2 separate regions of the Mus musculus genome follow, and region 2 is linked to region 1. The links are chromatin contacts, called in public promoter capture Hi-C maps. All regions are on one chromosome and are shown on one strand. The core of a region is the stretch at or near the end of the contact, and the rest is flanking DNA. Distances in the headings are between cores, read along the strand shown.

Region 1 (6,039 bases), core at 3,178-5,677:
GGAGGCCAGAAGAGGGCAGCAGAGTCCTGGGAACTAGAGTTCTAGATGGACATGAGACACCAAGTGGATGCTGCGAATTGAACCTGGGACCTCTGGAATATCAGCCCAATGTCCTTATCTGTGGAGCCATCTTTCCAGCCCCAAGAAAAACAAAAGTCTAAGTCAATATTTAAGCTAACTGGGTGACTTCTAGTGATATATCAATAGTTAGAAAGTAACAAAAAAGTTAGCTTTGGCATATGCAGCTAGTTTTAAGAGACCTCAGCTACAGTCTCTAAATGTCTGTGATTTCTTCTGTCCCTCCCTGGCGTCTACTAACTGGGAGCACATCTCATACAGGGCTATTTCTATCTACACCTAGTCCTCAGCTAGTTTTACTACTTGTCCACATGATCAAAACTTTCAATTCATTAAAGACGCTAATCTCAACAAGAGCTTAAGTGTCAGCTCAGAGCTGTTAGTTACCACTTGACTTCTGAAGCATTTAATAAAGAAAGAGAGGATTCCAACACTGCTTACATCACATCTCCATCATTACAGACGAGCTATACGACACCTGTCACAGCAATCCCCTGACCCTCAGCCTGTTAAACCTACTTTAAAACTATTGACACCAGGAGACAGAAAACAGCACACAATGAAAAGAGGGCAGGGCAGAGACAGAAGCCAGCTTAAACTCTCAGACGGGGCTGGAGAGATGGCTCAGAGGTTAATAAGTAGCACTGACTGCTCTTCCGGGGAGCCTGAGTTCAATTCCCAGCAACCACATGGGGGCTCACAACCATCTGCACTGCCTCCTTCTGGTGTGTCTGAAGACAGCAACAGTGTACTCACATAGATAAAATAAATAAATAAATCTTTACAACAGAACATTCAGATGGCTGTGCTGGGCCGCTCAACCTCACAGCCTGACTACCATGCCAGTGGTTCAGAGCCTTAAGATCGGGTGTACACTTGGACTCTAACATCACCAAACTTGGAGGAACGAGATCCCAGCACCGTGGGCCTGGACTTCAAACACTTCACCTTCCACTTGCAATGTATCATGGATCTCTGTCAGTGAACTTACAAAAGTACACTGGGGAACTCCGAGTTTTTAACTTGATATGCCTTAGTATAAAGGTCTCATAAATTCAGTCATCTTGTCTCTAACTCATTCACACTGTTGAAATTGTGTTCACTCTTGAATCGAATACTCAGATGGCTGTTTATGGATGACCATTTAAGGTCCTTTCTACCTATAAAAACCTAGCATGCTTCAGGCCTTGAAAGGTTCAAAGTCACGGAGAAGAGATTCTACAACGGGGGAAATCAATGTAAGGACGGGCAAGGAATGTTTTTGAAGAGGCTATGCCTCCTGGCTGAGCGAATCAGTGGTTGTCAAACCTGGATAGAACAGAATGCTATCTTTTAGAATCTTGCAGGGCGATTCTGACAGGTGCTTAGCCTGGGACTGGGAAAGCTCAATTAGCTAGTATGAATACGGAATCAACCAAACACAGGCACTGGGGAAGCCTGAGTTCGCTACTAGGGAATACGGAATTACCCAATCGCAGGCACTGGGGAAACTCTCTTAGCTAATATGAATACGGAATCGACCAATCACAGGCACTGGGGAAGCCTGAGTTCGCTAATAGGGAATACGGAATTACCCAATCGCAGGCACTGGGGAAACTCGCTTAGCTAATATGAATACGGAATCGACCAATCACAGGCATTGGGGAAGCTCGCTTAGCTAATATGAATACAGAATCGACCAATCACAGGCACTGGGGAAGCCTGAGTTCGCTAATAGGGAATACGGAATTACCCAGTCACAGGCACTGGGGAAACTCGCTTAGCTAATATGAATACGGAATTGACCAATCACAGACACTTCCCCAGTGGGAAGCTCGCTTAGCTAATATGAATACAGAATCGACCAATCACAGGCACTGGGGAAGTCTGAGTTCGCTAATAGGGAATACGGAATCACCCAATCACAGGCACTGGGCTAGGAAGCTCGCTTAGCTAATATGAATACGGAATCACAGGCACTGTTAGGAGAGGAAGACTTCAGCATATCAGTGGGTGCTCTGCAGAAACCAGCCTAGTGACAGCCTTGAAGCAATCAGTCCCAACAAAGTGCAACCAAGAAACTTCAGCGTTTTGATGCTATGAAAAGCTTCTTTAAGAACCGTAATCTTTGGTACAAAAAGCCAGTTTACTAACAAATCAGGACAAACGAAAGCAACATATCTGTGAAAGAAAAAAACAACAAACAAACAAATACCCCATCACAATGATTCCTTTTGATGCAAGTCCTCAGTTCAATGTCCCCTAAAATCCGATGCGCTAGTGTCATTAACGCTGTAATAAAATACCCTCAAAAGGTAACTCACGAGAGTCTATTTTAGCTCAGAATTCCAGCTTACTCTCTACCACATCCACAGTCAGGATGAGATGAGAACGAAGGCTCACACACTTGTGTCCAGCTCCAGTTCTCACACAGTTCAAATGCCCTGTCTAGGGGAGGGTGCCACCCACAGCAGGCCGCGTCTTCCTCTCTCAATGAGCTTAATTAAAACAATCCCTCACAGACATGGCCACAAGCCAACCCAATATAGATGTTCCCTATCCCTTACTGAAACTGGGAATTCTAGATGATATTGGGGTGGCAATCAAAGTTAGCCACCACACTTAACGATGAGCACAAATGAGCAAGTATAACACCATTGTTTAGCATCCGGAAGAATGTGTGTATCTGTTCAATAAACATTTAAATTAGCAAAGTTTTTATCAGAATAGTTTGGCTCCTGGCTAAAAGAGAAAATTTAAATCAGAATGGAGGTGCCCATCTGTAAGTCTCACATTCAGGAGCTCAGGCAGGAGGATCACTGAGTTGAGCTCAAGGCAAACCTATCTCAAAACAAACAAACAAAACTAGATTAAGTCTTCCAGGTGACACTGAGCACTGTGAGAGGTTTCTCTGTACCTGTAACAAGACAAGCTAAGCTGAAGCTCTGGAGAATCTGGAACTGCAGAGATCACAAGACTGTAAGCCGACTTAAGGGAAGAGGCGGCCACTGTTCATCCTATGTCCCTATAGGATTCCACAGATGCAGCTTAACATGAGAATCCAGTAAAAGAAAGGCTCCGTGGGGACTGTTCACAGGGTAAAGTGCTCGCCAAGCAATAGTGAGGACCAGAGCTTGGATCTCCAGCACCCCTATAAACACGAGGGTGACACTGAATGCTACCCTGATTCCTAGCCAGTTGTCCCTAAAACAAGCTGAGTAGGCAGACTTGCCTAATTGGCAGGATCTAGGTTCAAGTGAGGTACTCTGGCTCAATACACAAGATGGAAAGCCATGTCTGAAGATGGCCAACATCACCTCTCACCTACAAACACACACTCACACTGCATACACATTCACACGCAAAACAAAACTAAAGGGTTTTGGCTTTTTAATGCTCCTGTTATAAATGATCAAGAGGAAGAATGGTTAGAAAAATGGCCATCTTCTATTTTAATGTTCCTCAAAAAATACTACATTAAAAAAAGAAGAAGAAAGAAAGCACAATCTGAAGCAATAGAGCACAATTTCCAAAATAATCCCAGATCTTCAGACTTTCAGGGTCTGCAAGTGTGGGGATCAGGAACCTGCATTTGTATAGAAGACGAATCACCGTGCCCACTAAAAGGTGAAAGTGGTGTCCTTTCTAAATCCTAGCTAACTCAGCCTATGTGCTTTTCAAATAAACTTTTAAGTTTGCAACTTAGGGGTAGAGAGCCTGCATTTCCTCTGGTGGTACTCATTCGCAAGAGTTAAACAAAAACCCTGGGAGGGATCAAACTACAGAAAACTGGGCTGCAGCCACCAGGGTGAAAACCTGTATATGCAGACTGGTCCCCCAACTCTACACGTACTTCCCGTGAGAAGCTCAAAGGGCCACTGTTGAAAGAGTGTGCACTTGGGTAAGTCCAAGCCTAAGATGCCCTGGGTTTTCGTCCAGAGTTAATTCGGTGGTCACTCTTTCTATCTTGAGCCACAGACGCACAAAGTAAGTCAGTAAGTAAAAGAAGAAAGACTAGAGATAAAAATCCCAGTGTGGTGGAGAACTCCTCAGCCTGGTCCCTACCCGGGCGGCAGTACCTGCCAGCAGCTTCTCCTTCAGCCGGTTCAGCAGCTCGGCTGAAGTGGGCCCTTTGGGCTTGTGCACGGCGAACACGCCGCTCAGCGACATGAGCTTAGCAGCCAGGGCGGCCTTGGAGGCCGGGGCTTGCGATTCAGTCCTGGCCGCTTCCGCCACCGATGCTGCTACAGAGGCCTCGGCTGTTCCTGAAGTGTCAGGAGCTGTGTCCACAATCAGAGGTGAAACCACCTCTGCCTCTGCAGCTGCCATGCTTTCACGGCCTGGGCCAAGAGGCGAGCAGAGATGACACCGATGTGTTGCAAGGCCTTCTGGGAATTGTAGTCCATAGGCTCGGTATAGGCCAATGGCTTGCTCTGGCATCTCGGAGTTCTGCTGGAACCTTTAATATCTCTGTTACCAAATGCTCTTAGTCGTGAAGAGGTACATTGGAGTTGCCGCTGTAAACTATCCAACGCAAACACCTAATTTGTGTATTTGAGGTAGAGTCACTTCCTTTCTGTACCGCCCCCCCATAACCTGCATGTGTGTGTGTGTGTGTGTGTGTGTGTATGAATTTTGAATTTTTGACTGCAGTTTTTGACAGTTCTAAAAAAAATGTTAATGTTCTTTTGGAGTTTCTATTCCTTTATAGGAATCAAAAACTATATATGGTTGATCCATTCGTGGTGGTGCATGAAGGGCTCTCTAACAGGCATGGCAAACATGGCACCAACAGGCTTTACTCTTCTTCCCCTTTTCCTTCTCCCCTGCTAAACTGTAGGTTACATTCCTAAAGCTAGCCCCAAGGTCCATTCAGTTATTTGGCCACTGTCTCATTCCTGAGACAAAACATCAAGGACCAACAATCAAAATTCATTGTTTGACTAATGTGTCCGATCAGGATTTACCAACTCACTCTAGCATAAATTCCCCCTAGCCCCCTACAGTGAATGCCTTTAATCCCAGCATTTAGAAGTCAGAGGCAGGTGGATTTCTGTGAGTTCCGGGCCACCCAGGGTAACATACTGAGACCTTATCTCAACAAACAAACAAGTAAAACCCAAAACAACAAAAACGCCTATGGTTTAAATTAATATTTAAACTCTTTGCAGACCTCGCATTAGGCTGTCCCTCTAAGAGAGGAAAAAAAAATCCTTTTACTTCTTCCCCAAATGCATTAAATGGAAGTGTGGTTATTATGGGATAGCCACTTTGTCTTCTTTGTTTCCCCACATTGCCTTACAGCCATTCTTTCTCATAGTGCTCTGCCAGGCTAACATTCTTCCCTAATGATGCCTCATTGCCTAATGATCCCAGTCAGGGGATGCCAGTTACACGTCTACCATTCACGCAACAAATGTATGTCAGAGGAATCATTACAGATAGAGTATTCTGGGCATTAGAAAAATCAAGCTCTAATTTCCTAAAGTAGCCAACATCTTACACATTGGACAAGCCTTTAACTCACAGGTCATTTTATTTAATATTATATTTCAGACTGACTAAGACAGTCTGCCATCTCTCCTTCCCTCTCCCCCACCCCCACCATATCTCTTTTCTGCTACCCTCTAATCTATGTTCTCTGTTCTCTAACTGTGTGGTGATTTGGATAGGAATGGTCCCCACAGCCTCATAGATTTGAATGCTTTTTCATTAAGGGAGTGGTGCTACTTGACAAAGATTAGGAGCTATGGCCTTGTTGGACTAAGTGTGTCACTGGGGTGGGTTTGGAGGGGTTTCAAATGCTCAAGCCAGTCTCCTAGTCTTTCTCCCTCCTCTCCCTCTTCCCCTCCCCCTCTCCTCCTCTTCCCCTCTTCCTCTTCCTCTCCCCCTCTCCCTCCCTCTCCCTCTCTCCCCTCCTCCTCTTCCCCTCTCCCTCATCTCTCTCCTCTCCTCTCCTCTCCTCTCCTCTCCTCTCCTCTC
Region 2 (5,529 bases), core at 366-2,865, 2.5 Mb before region 1:
TCCCTGAAAATATTTTTTCTTTAGAGTTGACAACTGCCCGCTCTGGGATCCAGATGCTATGTGCACAGTGAGATGATTTTGTTCTGCTTTGCACACATGGCCTTTTCAAACACTGTCTCCCCGGGATGGAAACTCAGCTCTCCCCGGGATGGAAACTCAGCTTGTATAACAGAAGTTCTAAAACTTGCCCGATAATAATAAACCCAATACCTTACAGTTTATGACCATTTTAAGTTGGATAAAGCACATTCCTATCTATCATATTTATTCTCAAAATTAGTCCCATAAAGGGAGAAAAGCATTTAGTCAGTCAACAGATTGGTTAGCATGTCTGTTTAATGCTTAGTTCTCTAAAGTCCTTCAGGGATGTCTAATCTTTTGACATTGCTTGGAGAGCTGTTGTCTGTCTGCAAAGTTCTCCCTGAAGAAAAGCACAATGCAGTTAAATACTCTCATAGCATTTAAGGTTGGGTTTGGCCTCATTCATAGCTATTGTTGGCCGCAGGTTGGATGTGCTGCCAGGAAGTGCAGTCCAAAGAGCTTCAGAATTTTCCTAGGCAGACATGGACAGAAATAAAGTCAACAGAGGTAGTATGCATCTCCTGAGACTGAAAAGCAGAGACAGTACTCCTGTCCTCTCTGGCCATGAAGTTGGGGTTTGGATTCCTGGAGGACTTGACAGTGAGCGCTCAGGGAATGCTTTTGACTTGGACGCCATACACACAACTTAGAAAGGGGGAAAAAAGACTAAATAGTTCCGTAGAATTATGGTGGCAGGCATGGGGGCCTGGTCTTCTGACGCCATCCCAAAGCGTCTATGATCTTTATTAAGCAAGGGAATCTTTATTAAGCAAGAGAATCTTTATTAAGCTTTGGAATCTATCTGCATCCTTTGCTTTTGGTCTGTGCTCAGGAGGAGGTCCCTTTAGTCAGTTGAAGGTTTCCTCTTCAAGACGATGGAGAACGGTTGGACGAAGTCTGAACTGTCACTCAAGAAGAACTACCACCATTAAAGGACACCAGCGCCCAGCTAGGACTGAACACACAGCTGGAACAGATTTCTGCCTTCCAAGATGGAAACCGGTTCTCTCCCAATAGCGGGCGGTGTATAGGGCCCAGTGCCGCCTCCCAGAACCCCTTGTCGGCCTCTGCGGGCTCACAGTTCCCCAGCCCGCTGCAACCGACAGGTTGGAACCTCAGCACCCACCGTCCAGCGCGCGCATCCCAGCCTCCGCGTCCCGCACCGCGCGCCCCGTCGTCAAGGCAACCAGGGAGGCGCTGACCCCCAACCCCGCCCGGCCCCGCCCCTCGCGCAGCCCCACTCAACATGGAGACGGCCAACCCGGAAGTGGCGCGGCCGCCGCGCGCCGGGCGCTAGGAGCCGCGGGTTGCTGGCCAGGCCTCACCCGGTGACACCGCCCGGCCTCGGTTTGCCACCCGCGCTCCGCGTCCCTCCGACACCGGTCCAGGTCGGCCGCTTCCGCCCCGCTCGCCCAGGCCTGCGCCACTCTTGGGGGGGAGGAGCCGAGGCGAGGCCGCGCGGGCGGGCGGAGGGAGCCAGGCCCCACGGCCGTCGACGGTTCGTATCAGCCGGGTCGGAGGAGGAGCCGGGCCGCGCGGGGCGGAGGCCGGGCCCTAGGGGCGCAGGTTTCAGGATAGCGGCGAAGCGGGGCGCGGGGCTGCGCGCGGAGGCCCGGAAGGCGCGGAGGTGATGTGGGCCCCTGTGCTTCTACGGAAGAAAGGGACCCCAGCAGCGGCGGCGGCCTCCCTACCGGTCCTCCTGACAGCAGCCCTTAGGGACCTCGCGGCAGCCCTGACTGCCCAGCTCACTGAAGTGCTCTTAAGGATGCAGTGATCAGGGTACGGGGCTCTCCCCGCGGGAGGGGCTCTGCCTGCGCTTCTGAACTCTGCGCAGAGAAAACAAAACAACAACAACAAAAAACAAAACCGAAAAACAAAACAAAACAAAAAACCCAGAATGATGCTGTCTGAGCAAGCCCAAAAGTGGTTTCCAACCCACGTGCAGGTCACAGTGCTCCAAGCTAAAGATCTGAAGCCAAAAGGCAAAAGTGGTACCAATGACACATACACCATAATTCAGTTGGGCAAAGAGAAGTATTCTACATCTGTAGCAGAGAAAACCCTGGAGCCGGTCTGGAAGGAGGAGGCCTCCTTTGAGCTGCCTGGGTTGCTCATGCAGGGTAGTCCGGAGAAATACATTCTTTTTCTTATAGTGATGCACAGGTCCCTGGTGGGACTGGATAAGTTTTTAGGGCAGGTGGCAATCAATCTCAATGACATCTTTGAGGACAAACAAAGAAGGAAAACAGAGTAAGTTATATAATTTATTTTGAATTTTGGGTACTTAAAGATATATGGATTTACTGTTCTTGAACATAGTATATTTGAGGCATTGGTCTTTGGGATTGAAATAGGATCCAGTATTAAGCACTTCTCTTTGCATGACTTTGAAGGGAAATAGCCTTTACTCTGATTTTTTTTTTAATGGAGTGATTAGTAAACCATTTTTTTTTCTCATTTCTGTGTGAGGTTAAGAGCTCTTAGTGGAATATTTTGCACTGGGTTTTAATACTTTTTATAAGAGGCCTAGAGCATGAACTAGAAAACCAGAAAATTAAATATATGCGTACCATTAGGTCTATGTTTGTTGAGCACTGTTAAAAAAATAAATTACTAGTAAAGGGTGTCAAAAGATAAGTTACTAGGTTTAGAACTCTTTATTTCAGCATTGGAAACAGTTGGCCTTATTTTTGCTCCACCAGTTTTCAGGGTCAGTACTTCTTGATAGGGTAGAAAGTTGTTAAAAGAACAAAAGTTTTGGAAGTCTGCACAGACATCTTCAGTCTTGAGCCCACTGACATTTTCCCTTTGAATTTACAGTATAGTGGAGCTATTGTTTACTGAAGAATTAGTTCAGCAAAGCTGTTGTGTAAGATCAGAGACAGTGATTACAGTCTTGTGATGCAGTGATTTAATGACTTCTTCGATGAAAACATGGCTTTTGAAATTGAACTTTCTAGCCTAAGTTAGATATACTTAATTTAAGAAATCAAAATTCAAATCAACACTAGGATGTTATGTGCTAAGTTGAAACAAGTAGCATCTTTGGAAAGGTAGGTCTGCTGTCCTGCTTTTAGCTTACATGCTTGTACACGCTTACCTTACACGCAGAGCTTGTAATGGGCCTGAAGGCTCATTGAGATGGCTGGAGTTTGTGAAAAGAGGGCTGAGGGAACTCATCAGAGGACTGCACTTTTCCCAAGTAGCTTAAAAAAAAAAAAGAACAAAACCCAGTCCTGATGCATGTTCATCTACCTACCCTTTAGAGCACTATTTTTGCAATGATAACTTTAAGCTCACATTAATTTCTTACAAGTATAGTGATCTTTTATCTGTCTTTATTTCCTTTGTAAAACCTGCCAGCAAACTTCATTTAATAAGAATTGTTTTTGTTTTGAATAAAGTCTTTACCTAAGATTTAGTGTATGTAAGAAAAAATACTAGAAATGCAAGAAGAAAAAAAATAGGTAAATATTCAATGAGGATGGGGGGAGGAGAAGAAGTTTAAGTTGTATATTTAATGATTTTTAAATTTCCTGATACTTAATAGCATGTTATTTCTTCTGAGGGATTCTTCATCAGATTTAAAATGAAAAAATGAATAATAACCAAATAATTTGTCCCAAATTGTCACTATGAAATGATCTAGTGTATACCCTTTAAAGTGTTTTGACTGTGAGGTTTTGAGCATCTACAGTTTCAAAATTTTTTGCCGTGCTTTAAAAAGTGCTTTTAATATTAATGGTAATATACTGCAGACCACTCGAACGTAAATTCCCAAATTTAAGTAGGCCCAAGTGTAGATCCAAAGATGCTGAGAACGAAGTAGCCCTTTAAAAATTTCTTGTTTTATTTCCGCCTTTGGCAGCTTTGCAGTTACAATAAACTAGACCATGAACAATACTCTAACAGTGTAGTCTGTCTATAAAATCAAGGACAGCTTTTGGAAGGGAGATGCTTTGAAATGCTATCAACAGGGTTTGCGATGTTACTGCACACAAAGAGATTTTCATGTTATTAAACCCTTATTGTTTTGTGCGGGTGACTAAATGGGAACTGTGTATTTGATGAGGTATCTTTATTGGTAATATTTCTAGATTTTTAATATATTTAATAGCTTCCTTTTTCCAACCCAGCTGCACATGTGGCACAGTAAGAGACAGACTTGAGCCACCAGTGTATTAAAAGAAAGGTATTTAATATGCTGCGCATTGCTAGCCCTTGTCAGCATATTCCCAAGTGTTTTTTGGAAAAGTGGAATGAGTGATGAAGGCTACCAGCTGATTGAGATGTCCTACGAAACTGCTGGGTGTGAAGCTTTGTATTTTTGACAGTGAAAACGACAAGTGTTTACATCAAGTTGTGTCATAAGAGGCAAAAAGTATCATGCTTAAAACTATTATTTTAACCTATTTTCTACTTTGAATATATGTGTGTGTGTGTGTGTGTGTGTGTGTAATATATATAATTTTATTATTTCTTTTTAAAGGAGGGGTTTGGGGAGGCCCCAAGCCAAATCCTTTGAGCACAAAGAGAACTTTTGCATTAGCCTTCTTTAATAGATGTCTGGGTTGGTTCTGGCATGAGATTTAAGCAAATAACACAGTGTTTAATAATAGAATGGGAAAATCATTGATGCTGTTATGTAATATCCATTGATTTTGTTTTAACAATCCAAATAGGTGATGTTCTTTTTCTTTCAATGCTCTCAAAAATTAATAATAGAGAATCTAGACTTAGATGAGACTCACACATATATAGATGTGTTTGTGTGTCTGTGTGCGCGCGCGTGCGCACACACGTGTGTATTGCACCTGCCTCCTGGCCTCTGGCCTCCTTATTGCCAGGCTTGTCCCATTTCTGACCACACAGCACCAATTGCTTGGGAATCATTCCCACATGTGTGGTAGTTTGGACATGGACCTGTGCCCACTGAAAATTGAACAGAAGCCATATACCATTTCAGCCTAGCACTCCAGAGGTGGAAAGGAATCGGCATTAATCCAACAACTCCCAAGTGCTGTGTCTTCATTTGTCCCTTTGAAGCCTGGGAAAACAAACACTATTTCAGGATTCTTGATGTTCTCATTAAGATCGGTTTCAAAACAGAACAGCTAAAGTTACTTGTCAGGCTACTCTATAAATCAGTGTGTTTATCAGAGTTCTTTGCAGGATTTTGTTTTGGTTGTTGTTTTTATGGGGGAGGGGAGGAAAATTAATATTTTTTACACTTTGATTCAAATGTATTGTTGCTTTATTCTTTAAAGCTTGCATAGGTGTTCAGGGTTTCCTACTAAAACTAAAATGTTACAGAGCACTCATGTTTGGAGCTGAATCTTGCTGATTTTATGAAGATGGTTTAGAAATAAAGAAGTGAGTTTTTAGTGTAAAACACTCTGTCCTAAAGGAGTTTGTGCTCTCTCTTCACCTCCACCTCTCCCTCTCCCA

Evidence for each region. Promoter capture Hi-C pulls out the DNA fragments that hold promoters and counts their contacts.
Region 2: a contact with region 1 is called in a promoter capture Hi-C map of liver, with 5 times the contacts expected there. The contact joins the promoter of Rab11fip2 here to the promoter of Trub1 in region 1.

What each region holds. Positions count from the first base shown.
Region 1 is chr19:57,451,294-57,457,332 of GRCm38.p6, reverse strand. Trub1 (TruB pseudouridine (psi) synthase family member 1) reads right to left here and starts at 4,427. Exons shown (of 8, transcript NM_028115.3): 1 at 4,137-4,427. The coding sequence starts at 4,386.
Region 2 is chr19:59,939,450-59,944,978 of GRCm38.p6, reverse strand. Rab11fip2 (RAB11 family interacting protein 2 (class I)) reads left to right here and starts at 1,615. Exons shown (of 6, transcript NM_001033172.3): 1 at 1,615-2,331. The coding sequence starts at 1,979.